Linked DNA regions of Mus musculus: region 1 is linked to region 2. Evidence: chromatin contacts called from public promoter capture Hi-C data. All regions are on one chromosome and are shown on one strand. Each heading gives the region's core, a stretch centred on a gene start, on an enhancer-like site or on the middle of the called end of the contact. The rest is flanking DNA. Distances are from core to core; before and after follow the strand shown. Region 1 holds the start of Tmem116 (transmembrane protein 116). Region 2 holds the start of Hectd4 (HECT domain E3 ubiquitin protein ligase 4).

Region 1 (6,426 bases), core at 2,233-4,732, 240 kb before region 2:
ATGTATTAAGCAGGTATGTAGGTCGGTGTGGCAGGACAGGCTGGCGTCCCAGGACTCAGCAGACAGAGGCAGGAGAATCAAGAATTAGAAGCTAGCCAGATACAGCAAGACTACCTGGGATTCATAAAAAGACTGACAAAGAAATATTAGAGTTTAAAGCACTGACAACAATATGCCTACACTATAATAAATACTACATTTGTTTAACTCAGAGAGAATTGGTGTTCTGAAAAGCCTTGCTCTGCTGCCTGCTACATAACTTGGGCCTCAGTTTCCTCATATGTGTAATGGGCTAAATCAGAAACTCTCCACTTACAGATTGAACTACATTGTGGCTAATTCTGTGCCATTTTGCCTGACTACAGCAATAATTGTTCCCAGTCTTTTAAGGTCTTTATTGAGCTAGCAAGTTGTTGCCAGCACTTTGTGTATGTGTGTGTGTGTGTGTGTGTGTGTGTGTGTGTGTGTGTGTGTGTGTGTTACTTTGAGGTAGAGTCTCAACAGGAAGATTTTAACTTTAACATTTTGGTGTGATTATTTTTATCAAGGATTTATTTTCCGGAACTGTAATTGCTTAGGAGGACAGGACAACAAACAAGTGTATCTCAAGGAGCCAAGTCTTCAAAGGACTCTTGAATCACTCCAGTGATTCTCCCAAGGTCAAGACCAGAAAGCTCACCTAAGCCAGGCATGGTGGTGCACATCTTTAGTCCCAGCATTCTGGAGACAGAGGCAGGAGGATCTTAGTGAGTTTGAAGCCAGCCTGGTCTACAGACTGAATTCCAGGATAGCCAGGGCAATATAAGACCAGTGGCTCTGAACCACCCTTTAATACAGTTCCTCATGTTGTGGTGACCCCAACCATAAAATGATTTCATTGCTACTTCATAACTGTGATTTTGCTCGTGTTGTAAATAGTAATGTAAATGTCTGGTTTACAGATGTCTCTGATGACCCTGTGACAGGGTCCTGGATCCCCAGGGGGATCACACCCACAGTTTGAGAATTGATAATGTACAGATACCTTGTCTTTTTTTGTTTGTTTGTTTTTCAAGACAGGGTTTCTCTGTGTAGCCCTGGCTGTCCTGGAACTCACTCTGTAGACCAGGCTGGCCTCGAACTCAGAAATCCTCCTGCCTCTGCCTCCCGAGTGCCGGGATTAAAGGCGTGCGCCACCACGCCTGGCTGAGATACCTTGTCTTAAACCAAACCAACCAAACAAGAGAGAGACACAGTCAGAGAGAGAGAGAGAGAGAGAGAGAGACAGACAGACAGACAGACAGACAGACTGTGGGAGCACAAACTGCTCACCTGGCGGAGGGCCTCAGCACACTTAGCCCCAGTTCTGGCCTCAGACTTCAGACAACAGCTTCCTTACTCTTAACAATAAACAGTACTCAAGACCCACATTTATAGCTAATCTCAAGTAACTGGGCGGTAGCTGCAGTCCTGCCTGTGAACAGGGGAAAACAATCCCATCTATAATAATAAGGGCTTGATAAGTATGGCATAAAACTATTTCACTGTGCATTTACTTTGAAGGTTAAGTCACTAACAGGTCAAGCTCAACAGAAAGTGACGGCTCTGGGGGCTGGTGAGATGGCTCAGTGGGTAAGAGCACCCGACTGCTCTTCCAAAGGTCCGCGGAGTTCAAATCCCAGCAACCACATGGTGGCTCACAACCATCTGTAATGAGATCTGACTCTCTCTTCTGGAGTGTCTGAAGACAGCTACGGTGTACTTACATATAATAAATAAAAATAAATTAAAAAAAAAAAAAGAAAGAAAGTGACGGCTCACCTCTGCAGACTTCTGTGGGCTCTGGAACGCGATGTAGGTGAGGAGTGAACTGGAGCCTATAACACTGAGACACAGACCATGACCATTACATCACAATGATCAGACTCTGACTTTTACCATTTATTGACATAGCTGATATAAAATATGCCACACATGTGTTCTAGAGTGCTTTGCACATTTGCATGCCATCTTGTTTTGGGCAGTGCCCATATTCTCACTACCATTCCAATTTCTCTCAGGATGTAGCCTCTGGATAGCCTGGAACCCGCTGTGCAGACCAGGCTGGCCTCAAACTCAGTAATCCTCCTGCCTCAGTCCCCAAGTGCTGGGATTAGATGTGAGCCACCATGTTGTCTTTCAGCGTTTACCACACACAGTACTGAGGCAAATGCCTGATGCAGGCTGCCTGAGCCAGTCCTCACTTCAGATGACTGCTTTCCTCCTCTCCCCTCCCCTCCCTCCCTCTCTCCCCTCCCTCCCTCCCTCCCTCCGGTTCTTTTTCCTGGGTACAGATATGGTGAGCAGTCAGAAGAGGGAGGCTAAAAAAATAAATAAATAAAAATAAAAATAAATTTAAAAAAGGAGCGAAACAGAGAAGCCCTGTCTCGAAAAAAAAAAAAAAAAAAAAAGAGGGAGGCTGCTGCTGTCAGCCTCCATCACGCTCCACCTGAGTTTCTGAGCCATGCTCCCTCAGTGAACCTGAAGCTCTCAGATTCACAGACTGGCTAGCTCCCACCCTGTCTCTGCGTCCCAAAGCTGAGCTAAACAGGTTGGAAACAACACAACCAGCTTGCCATGTGGGTGCTGGGGATCTCAACCTGGGCTCTCATGGGCCAAAAACAAGCACTTTATCCACCAATACATCTCCCCAGGCCCCGAGGTGACTAGTCAGGAATGATCAACATGGGAAAGAACTTCTAACTAAAAAGTAGACTGCAATCGTCAGGAGCAGGACTATGGGGAAAGTTGAACAGCTCTCCAGGCTGGTCACGAGATCTGAACAGTCATATGAGACTTAAAAAAACATACCTCAGAGTAGCCACAGCAAACTGTATCCACTGTATTGCAGGAAAAAGCTAAAGGAGGGAGGAAGGGAGAGGGAGAGAGAGAGGGAGAGAGAAAGAGTGAGTGAGTGAGTGTCAGTCTCTTACATTTAATGTTCAACCTAATTTCCCTTTTGGTGTTTATTAACCATTTCTTCAGCACAGACCTTCAAGTAGTGGAGCCTAAACAGGCCTGTGGAGGAAGGCAGGGCCTGTGCTGCCCTCAACCCAAGTCCTTAAAAAACACTCAAACGGTAAGAGAAACAGGGTAGTGAGCAGAGCAGACTGAATGAGAAAGCCAAGTTGAGGAAACTCCAGGAACAAGCATAAACAGAGAGGAAAGGCTAGCTAGCGTCTGAGGACAGACAGGTGAGAACACCAAGTAGGGCTGACTGACTGACAGAAAGTTTACAAGACAGAAAAGAAGGGAAATGATGACGAGGGGGAGAGGTATTAGTAAGGAGAGAGCCACTGTGAGTAAAACACGCAGCAGAAAGGACGAAGGGAGCGGAAATGGGGTGGGGGTGGGGGGTCAGCTTTTGACCTTACAGGCTCCCATCTGCCTTCCAGGCGGCTGGTCTCCAGTGGGAAGGCCATAAAGACTTCAGTTCCTGCTACCCTCCAAGCCCAGGCCCTTCTCAGTCAGGCTCTGAACAGGTAGCTCCACCCCTACCTCAGCTGGGCTCCACCCCATCTAATCCTGCCCTGTACCTTAAGGGCAGGAGGCTGAAGGGCCAAGGACAAAGCCAAAAATAGAAGAAGCAGGTGACAGAAGAAACCAAATTGTACCAAAGAGCATACACTGGCTGGACCGAGGCCCCCAACATATATGGAGCAGAGGGCTGCCTTGTCCTGCACCAGTGGGAGAAGATACCTAATCCTGAAGACTTGAAGTTCCAGGCTGGGGGCATACCCAGGGGGGCCCCACCCTCTCAGAGGCATAGGGGAAACACTTTGTAGGGGGGGCCTGAAGGGGGGCAATTGTGATACAAATAAATAAATAAATAAATAAAGCAAGAGGCAGGAACAATAAAAGGCAGAGAGCATTTTCACAATTAAGAAAATAAAACTTTCAAAAGAGAAATGGAACAGGGAAAAAAGGAAGAGAAAGAAATGGGGTAAAACAGAGGTCTGCTAAAACTTGTCCCTGTTTGGGGACACAGTGATTAAGGACGATGGCACATTCAATTAAAAGTTCTAGTAGTAGTGAAAATTACTAAGAGGTCATTAAATGTTTGTTATATTCAACATTAACATTATTATATCACACAATATGTATATATATATGTATTATATATACATATTGTATAAATCAATGTGTTATGGGAGACACAAAGACAAAGTCTAGACAGAGCCTTCCAGGAGCTTATATCACAGTGGGCAGTGGTCTGAGTACCAAGAACACAGTCTGGATAGGGTGACAGTGTATAGACGAGCCTGTGCACAGCTGTGGAGGGAGCTGGCAGAGCCTGGGGAAGAGGAAGTCAAAAGCTCTCATTGCTTTAACCATCCTTTCACATGTTCTGCAACATCTCTCTTGTGTCTAAGTGCTGGGGACTGAGCCCAGAGCCTGGCAAATGTCACACATGCATGCTGAGCACTAAGCTATGTCCCAACTCTTGACTATTTAGCAATCACTTGCATGGTAGGAGTTCATATCAGAGAGAGAGAGCAGTCTAGAGTGGAAGGGCAGATGCTGGTTAGTGGGAGATTTTAGTAACGGTCTTAAAGGTAATCTAAGTACTGGGAGGCATCCTCATCACAGATCAGTAGCAAAGAGTCTTGGGAACATTTGGAGGTCCCTAATGATGTCTACCTCCTAAGGGTGTGGAGACTAATGACTGTCACCAAGTGATAAGAAAATGATAAGAAAATGCTCTTGGACAAAAGGCTTCTTTGTTCCTCAAGACAAATGTTAGATTGTTCAGAGAACAGTCTACCGACTGTCAGCCTCAGAGAACCTTTCCCTTTGGCACATTCCTAAAGTGTCTATGCTACTGCCCTGCACGTGAGTGTGAGTGTGTGTGTGTGTGTATGTGCATACATGTGTCTGTGTACATATATTTGTGTCTGTGTGCACCTGTCTGTGTATATGTGCAAGTGTGCATGTGGTATCCATGTGTGTGTGCCTGTACATGTATATACATGTGTCTGTGTGCATGTGCCTGTCTGTGTGCCTCTGCCTGTGTGTGCATGTGCCTGTCTGTGTGTATATGCCTGTGTATGGGCCTATATGTGCATGTACATGTCTGTGTGTATGTGCATATGTATGCATGTGCTTGTGTGTGCATGTGTGTGTGCATGGTCATAATATCTGTGTGTGCATGTGACATGTGCCTGTATGTACATGTGGCATGTGCCTGAATGCACATATACATGTCTGTGTGTGCATGTGCCTGTGTGTACACATGTGTCTGTGTACATATGCCTGTGTACATGTGCATGTATTTGCAAGCTGCCATGCCGGCACTGGTAACAAAACCAGGATCCTCTGGAAGAGCAGCAGTAAGTGCTCACAGCCTCTGAAACATCTCTCCAGCTCCTACTTTGGCAGCTTCCCAATGGGCTAACATAGTCCCATGTATAATCTCAGGTTAACTAGGTACATGACCAAAAAAAAAAAAACCCAAAACACAGGTCCTTCTAAAACCCTGAACATAATAGACAAAAAGTATAAATGACTTGGTTTTGTAAAAGGGCTGCCACCTGAGCTCAATCCCTGGACCTTGCAGGATGGAAGAGGAAAACCAGTGTCTTCCGACTTTCACACACACGCTGTGGCACATGCACACCACCACACACAAGCAAATATAAAGAAATGTAATCATCTTCAAATTAGAAATAACTCAATGTCTGCCAACTGGTAAACTGATAAATACAATGTAGGGAATCATACAACCGGCAAAAAAGTGCTGTTATATTCTATGAGATAAATTTGACACACGTGAAGAAAGAACCAGGTGCATACTCAGGAGTCACTCAGGAGAAATGTCTAAAACTGGCAAATCTCTAGAGACAGGAAGTGCATACCCATGCCTGCCTGGAACGAGATGGCTACTTTAGGAAGGAGGTGGAGTGTGTAGCCCTGGCTGTCCTGGAACTCACTTGGTAGACCAGGCTGGCTTTGAACTCAAGAGATCTGTCTGCATCTGTCTCCCCAGTGCTGGGATTAAAGTCCAGCACCAACACTGCCCCACTAGAGTGACTACTCATGGACACAAATGTTCTCTTTGGGTGTGGCAAAGGTTCTAGAACCAGGTAGTAATGGTGGCTGCTAAACTCGAGTATACTAGAAAACACTGACTGTGTACGGTGTGACATGGAAATATCTGGTTTCTTTGGAGACCAAGTTGTGTCATGAGATGTTTCTCTGGAAGCTGCTGGAGCCGATGCCTGAGAGGACATGTGATGTCTGCACACAGCCTAACAGACAGTGAACAGCACTGGTGTTCGTTGGGCTTCGCTGAGGTCGCTCTGGCATTGGTTCGCCTTGCTTTCTTCACTGATCTTCACTTGTCTGACTTCAAGGGGAGAGGTGCACACAGCCGAACTTCTCGTGATGTTGCTGAGGCTTCTTTCCACT
Region 2 (5,873 bases), core at 2,837-5,336:
ATTTAAAAAAAAAAAGCATTAACCTTTGCCTCCAATTTATCTATAACAAAATGAGAGGTATGTAGTTGCTGAATTGTGGTAGATACTGCAAAAGAAGTTAAAATTGCGGGCTGGTGAGATGGCTCAGTTGGTAAGAGTACCCGACTGCTCTTCCGAAGGTCCAGAGTTCAAATCCCAGCAACCACATGGTGGCTCACAACCATCTGTAACGAGATCTGACACCCTCTTCTGGAGTGTCTGAAGACAGCTACAGTGTACTTTACATATAATAAATAAATAAATCTTAAAAAAAAAAAAAAGTTAAAATTCCAATTAAAGCAGTAATTCCTAAAATCAGAGCTGTAACAAATCTCTTTTGGTCTAATAAGTTCATTTAACTTTTTCAAAGTTTGCAATCCTGAATATTTAAACCAAGGATCATTTCCTAACTCTACAGGCAGCAAAACATAAGCAGGTCTCTTTAACAAAATCATAACAGCAGATTCCTTATCTAAATTAGGATCTACACAATTAGTCAATTGAAAAGAATTACAATGAATATGAAAAGACTTGTCAAGATTGGTGATTTTTTGGGGTTTTTGTTTTTTTTGTTTGTTTGTTTTTTTTTTGGTTTTTTTTTTTTTTTTTTTTGGTTTTTTGAGGCAGGGTTTCTCTGTGTAGCCCTGGCTGTCCTGGAACTTACTGTGTAGACCAGGCTGGCCTCGAACTCAGAAATCTGCCTGCCTCTGCCTCCCCAGTGCTGGGATTAAAGGCGTGCACCCTCACGCCCGGCAAGATTGGTAATTTTAACTCTTAAAATTATCTAACAATATAGCATAAAGGTAAAGTTCACAAGCTTTCACAGCTATAGGGGAGTTGGCCTGAATGGTCAAAAACAGTGTCTCTGATGAAATCTTGTCCAATACTCTGTAGCAGTCCCTCTTTCCATTAATTTTTTGAGAACACTATTTATTGGGTGGGTTTGTTTTTTCCCTTTAAAAACCTAACTATAATTTACTGGAAACAAATTGACTATTTCAGGTCAATTTTCATCTCTTTAGATTCTTTGTTCTGACATATAACCTTGCAGAGCACTAAGAAGAAAAGGAACACTGGAACCCAGAGGCAGGAGAACCAGGCCAGCTTACTCACCATAGCTTGACTGGTACACCCACCACAGCAGAACTCCTCCCCGATCCCTTTCTAAAATGAGGAAAACACTTCTATCTTCAAGGTGCATTATCTCCAATATACCTTCTGTGCTTTCAAATTCTGTGACTCCACAATCTTTTGCACTGTGGTTGTCCCTCATAAATTATTCACCTGAGCTCTAGTCTTATTCCTCATAATTTAAAATCATTAATGGAAGAATTCTATAATTATAGACCCTATGAGAATAGCTGCTATTCCTTCAGAGTCTACTGGAGAGATCTGGGAGACAGTCTCTCATAGGAGGGCTAACATCCCAAAAGATACCTTTTAAAATACTGACACATCTCTAATCTTTCTGAATAATGAAAAAGAAACAGTTGCCAGAGGAACCAGAGTGGAGTTAGGAAAAATGGTTCTGTGGAAGAGGTGCTTGCTGTGCAGCATGAGAGGCTGAGTTAAGGGCTAGACAGATAGATGGGCAGTTAAAGGGATCCAATTTAGATTCCCAGCATCCCTGTAAATTAATCCTAAGTATTAAAAAACTATTTAAGGATGAGTGTGGTGTGCACACCTTTACTCCCAACACCTGGGAGTCAGAGACAAGCAGATTTCTATGAATTCCAGGCCAGCCTGGATTTCATAGCATCCGGGCCAGGGTTATTCAGTGAGACCCTGTCTCAAAAAATTAAAGATCTTGAGCAAACTGCACATTTGCTCTGCTCGGCTCTTGCTACATCTGCACAATGGATACAACTGTTGCAACAAGTAACAAGATTTACCTTCTAGAGTTCTTTGAGACTTTAACAAGATAGCATCTGACAGAATGGATACAGTTAAGAATTATTATTAACTAGGTAAGTGTGTGACTAGCAGACTACTTACTTCTCTAGATACTGTAGTCTGTAACTGGAAAAGACTAAAAACAAAACAGCTCTATTCCTGCTGGTCCCAGTGTGTATCACTCACGACCGTTCCTTTTTGAGAAGACTTAATCTACTCGGCCATAGTCTTTCCTTAGCTGTATGTGTCACTCAGGACAGAGACAGTAAACATTTTAGTAATGTTAACTGAATAACTTGGTTTTTAAAAATACCCTCTTCTAATCCGAATACATCAAACGGTCTGGGTTCAAGAAATTTAGGTTAGTCTCTAAGGAACAAAGAGCACCATCCACTTTCCACTTTCCACAGCAGCGCCCATTAAATAAAGAGTCTACCATCATACCATCAGAGCCCTGCAGTTTTCAGGTGGTTAACTCAGACACACCTTGCTTTTTATAGAATAGGCTCAAATAAAACATAAATGTATTATGATTCCACGTTAGGGATTCTCTATCGACTCCCATATTATCGTGGCTAGACTGTAAAATATGCCAATTAAGAGTTCACAGTCGGAAATTCTGAAGCAACCTCAAAGCCAGACACAAACAACAGCGGACCGCATTCGCATCTCGAGCATGTCCCAAAGTCTCGCTGAACGCGATCAGATCCATGCTGCTTCCAGAAACGCACAGCAATGGGATTTTACCCCATGCCTATAAATGCCGGTGGTACTGAATACCAGAGTATATGGAAAACCGCAAAACAAAAGATTCCCAGTGTAGGAGGCCCTCCCGTCTGCGGTGTACCCCAGGGACCCCCCCTCCCTGCGACAATACGAATTTCACCACACTCCACGGGGAAGCGGGGGTCAACAGCCACCTGGCCTGGATGAAAACACCACAGTCCAACATTCCCACTTCTAGGCAAATGCGAAAACTGAGCGCAGTCGGTGGAAAGTTCCCATCCACCATATTCACATTTGGTTTCCTTGGGGTGGATGGGTTTTGCGGGGTGGTGGGGGGGGGGGACGACACCACAACTGCTGAGACTGGCTGCTGCACCTGCCACCGCTCCTAGACTGGGGGGGGGGGGAGGGGGAAAGAGAGAGAGAGACCCCCGAGGCGCGCGCACGCGTACACACACACACACACACACACACACATATACTCGCTCACGCCCGCCCTTGAACCTTCCCAGGCCGCGGTGTAGCATCCCCTTTCTCGCTGTCCAAACCCCCACCCCACCCCACCCCACCCCACCCCACCCCCGGCTGGCCTGACAAAGGCGCGGGTGTCAAGTCAATCCGAGGCACTGCACAGACAGGTTGCAGAATTGCTTATGGTGGAGGAAGGAAGCCCTGGCAGCTGTCACTCCGGGCTCCCTCCAACACACAGGCAGGCGCGCGCGCGTGCACACACACACACACACACACACACACACACACGCATACAAAATCAACACCGAGCTGGGACTGTGATAAAAGAAGCAGAGTCCGTGCGAGCGTTCAAAATACAAAAGGTCTCCGGAGCACAGGCACCTGGGCGCGCCCTCCAAGAGGCTCCCGGTTGCGTGGTGGGGGGAAGGGGAGCAGCCGGGCGGCGGCTGCCGTAGCTCCGGGTCTCCGGGCCGCGCGGCCCGAAGATGCTCTCCGGGATCCCACACACCTGCGGCGGCCTCCCGGGGAACCTCACTCACCTCCAGGTCGGTGTCGGCGGCCTCCGGGGCGCCGAGGATCTCGCTGGGCAGCTCGGCCAGGTCGGTGACCCGGATGAGTCCGTCGTGCAGAAAGATGGTCTCCTCCTTCACCGAGAGCCACTGCGCCGAGTCCGCCGCCGCCGCCGCCGCCGCTGCAGCTGCCGCCGCCGCGGCCGACGAGCCCATGGCTAAGAGAAGGCGCTGCAGAGCCGCCGCCGCCGCCTCAGCAACCCATGGCCGACCGCCGCGCCCGCCGCGCCTGCTGCGCCCGCCTCGCCCGCGCGGCTCCGCCCTAGGCGTTCCGCGCCGCCATCCCCCTCCGCACGCCAACCCCGGCCCGGGAGACCCCCGGCCCCGCCGCCGCCGCCGCCGCCGCCGCCCTGACGAGCAGGATCCGCCTCTGCCGCTCCGCAGCCAACTGTCAGTAAGACGCCATCTTGGGGGCGGGGTTCCCGGCATGCCCCGCGGGGTGGACAATACAGGCTCCTCCCTCCTGTCCGTCTAGCCCCGCCCACAGCCCGGCGAGGCTTTATAACCCAGCTGCAAGGCGCTCAGAGGCATGGCCTCTTGGGCACCCCTGCTTCCCATGCTATCTGAGGAAGTCTAAGGCTCCGGGAGAAGACCACCCTGGTCCCCTTTCCTCCTTACTCCGGTGTGCACCGGTTGCTCAGGCCAGAGCTCATTCTGGAAGGATTATGGAGGGTCAACACTGTTATCTTTTAAATGAGATAGGTTCAGATGTCTTCTCTAAGATCTTGAATAGTTCAGTCTTAGAGGGTTAGCCTAGAATGCCTGAGGTCCTATGTTCCATTTACAGCACTATAAGTAAACAAACCTGGTGGGGGTTGCCAGTTGTTCCAGTACTTGGAAGACAGAAGTGGGAGTACCATTGCAAGTTGCAGGTAGCCTGGTCTACATATCAAGTTTCAGGCCAACCTGGGCTACATAAGATGCTCCAGGCCACCCAGGCCTATGTAGGCTCCGTATCTGAAAAAATACATAAAATTTATAAAATACTAAAGGCTGGTATATAATAGGCTTGGTCATGAGAACTTGGTAAAACTCACAGCAGATGGTTAATATTTACTGGGGAAAAAAAGAGTACAAAGAAGCAACTGACATCTGATGAAAATAAAGTATCTATCAACAATTGCTGTTAGGCTGGAGAAATGATTGACAGGTTGACACTGGTTGCTCTTCCAGAGGGCTGGGGTTCAATTCCCAGCACTCAGAGGGCAGCTCACACCTTTTATAACTTCAGTCCCAAGGGACCTGAGTTTCAGTCCCAAGGGACCTCACATCCTCTTCAGGTCTCCGTCTCCATCATTACACAGATGTGGCACACAGACATACATAAAGGAAACAGTCAAACACATAAAAAAAATTAAAAATTAAAAATTAAAAGTAAACAAAAGCAATGCTTTCCTCCTGGCTCCTGTTTTTTTTGTTTTGTTTTGTTTTGTTTTGTTTTTTCTTTTTTTTTTCCATTTTTTATTAGGTATTTAGCTCATTTACATTTCCAATGCTATACCAATTGTTTTGTTTTTTCAAGACAGGGTTTCTCTGTGTAGTTCTGGCTGTCCTGGAACTCGCTGTGTCTGGAGGTGGAGCTTGAGGTGGTGTTGGGGTCAGCAGTGCTCTGACCTCATCTAGGGATGGACTGAGTGATTCATTCCAAACTTATTTGGCTACTGAGAGGTAATGGCTAACATGGTTGGGTCCTAGTGGGAGATATGGAAGCAGAAGGCTCCTGTCTACTCCCCAGTCCGTTCTCCAACCCCAATCTGGGCTAGCCAGCACAAGGTGAGTGTTTTCCTCCTCCACACCCTCCTATCACCATGGTGTCCTGACCCAGCAGAGGGCTAAAAGCAATAGAGCCAGCCAAGCAGGCTGAACCCTCTCTAATCTGTAAGTCCATCCTCTCAGGAGCTTTGTCACAGCTTAGACACAGCCCCAGCATTAGCTGGCAAGGCGAGGTTCAAGTCTCATTGTCTCCTCAGTGTCACAAAGCCAGGAAACACCAAATCTTAGATTTGAACCCAGGCCTGAGTGATTCCTCTATACCCCTGGCCCCCTTATTTGGGCTGTAGGGGAACCCCTTCATTCCTTTTACTCACACCCGCTAAACAAGCAAACTGTTCAGGTGTCAAACTCTCAACGCCCAGCTTTGGTGGCTCAAAGATTTTGTGTTCATAGTTTAAGATCAGAAATCAAGAGGTCCATAAA

Evidence for each region. Capture Hi-C pulls out chosen DNA fragments and counts their contacts.
Region 1: a contact with region 2 is called in a promoter capture Hi-C map of liver. The contact joins the promoter of Tmem116 here to the promoter of Hectd4 in region 2. A contact is called at or near these places in 7 of 39 promoter capture datasets (the C10 cell line, cranial neural crest, frontonasal cranial neural crest and 4 more), 3 of 15 datasets of contacts at CTCF or cohesin (embryonic stem cells, large pre-B cells and stem cell-derived epiblast-like cells), 56 of 484 Hi-C or Micro-C datasets (the C2C12 cell line, CD4 T cells, CD8 T cells and 28 more), 19 of 115 datasets of contacts at active chromatin or transcription factors (the 230-238 cell line, the HPC-7 cell line, astrocytes and 12 more) and 5 of 9 other capture datasets (adipose tissue, embryonic stem cells, liver and 2 more).

What each region holds. Positions count from the first base shown.
Region 1 is chr5:121,460,237-121,466,662 of GRCm38.p6, reverse strand. Tmem116 (transmembrane protein 116) reads right to left here and starts at 3,482. Exons shown (of 11, transcript NM_001161627.1): 1 at 3,393-3,482; 2 at 2,830-2,876; 3 at 1,801-1,864. The coding sequence starts at 3,440.
Region 2 is chr5:121,218,432-121,224,304 of GRCm38.p6, reverse strand. It overlaps Hectd4 (HECT domain E3 ubiquitin protein ligase 4), which reads right to left and starts at 4,086. Exons shown (of 76, transcript NM_181421.4): 1 at 3,648-4,086. The coding sequence starts at 3,833.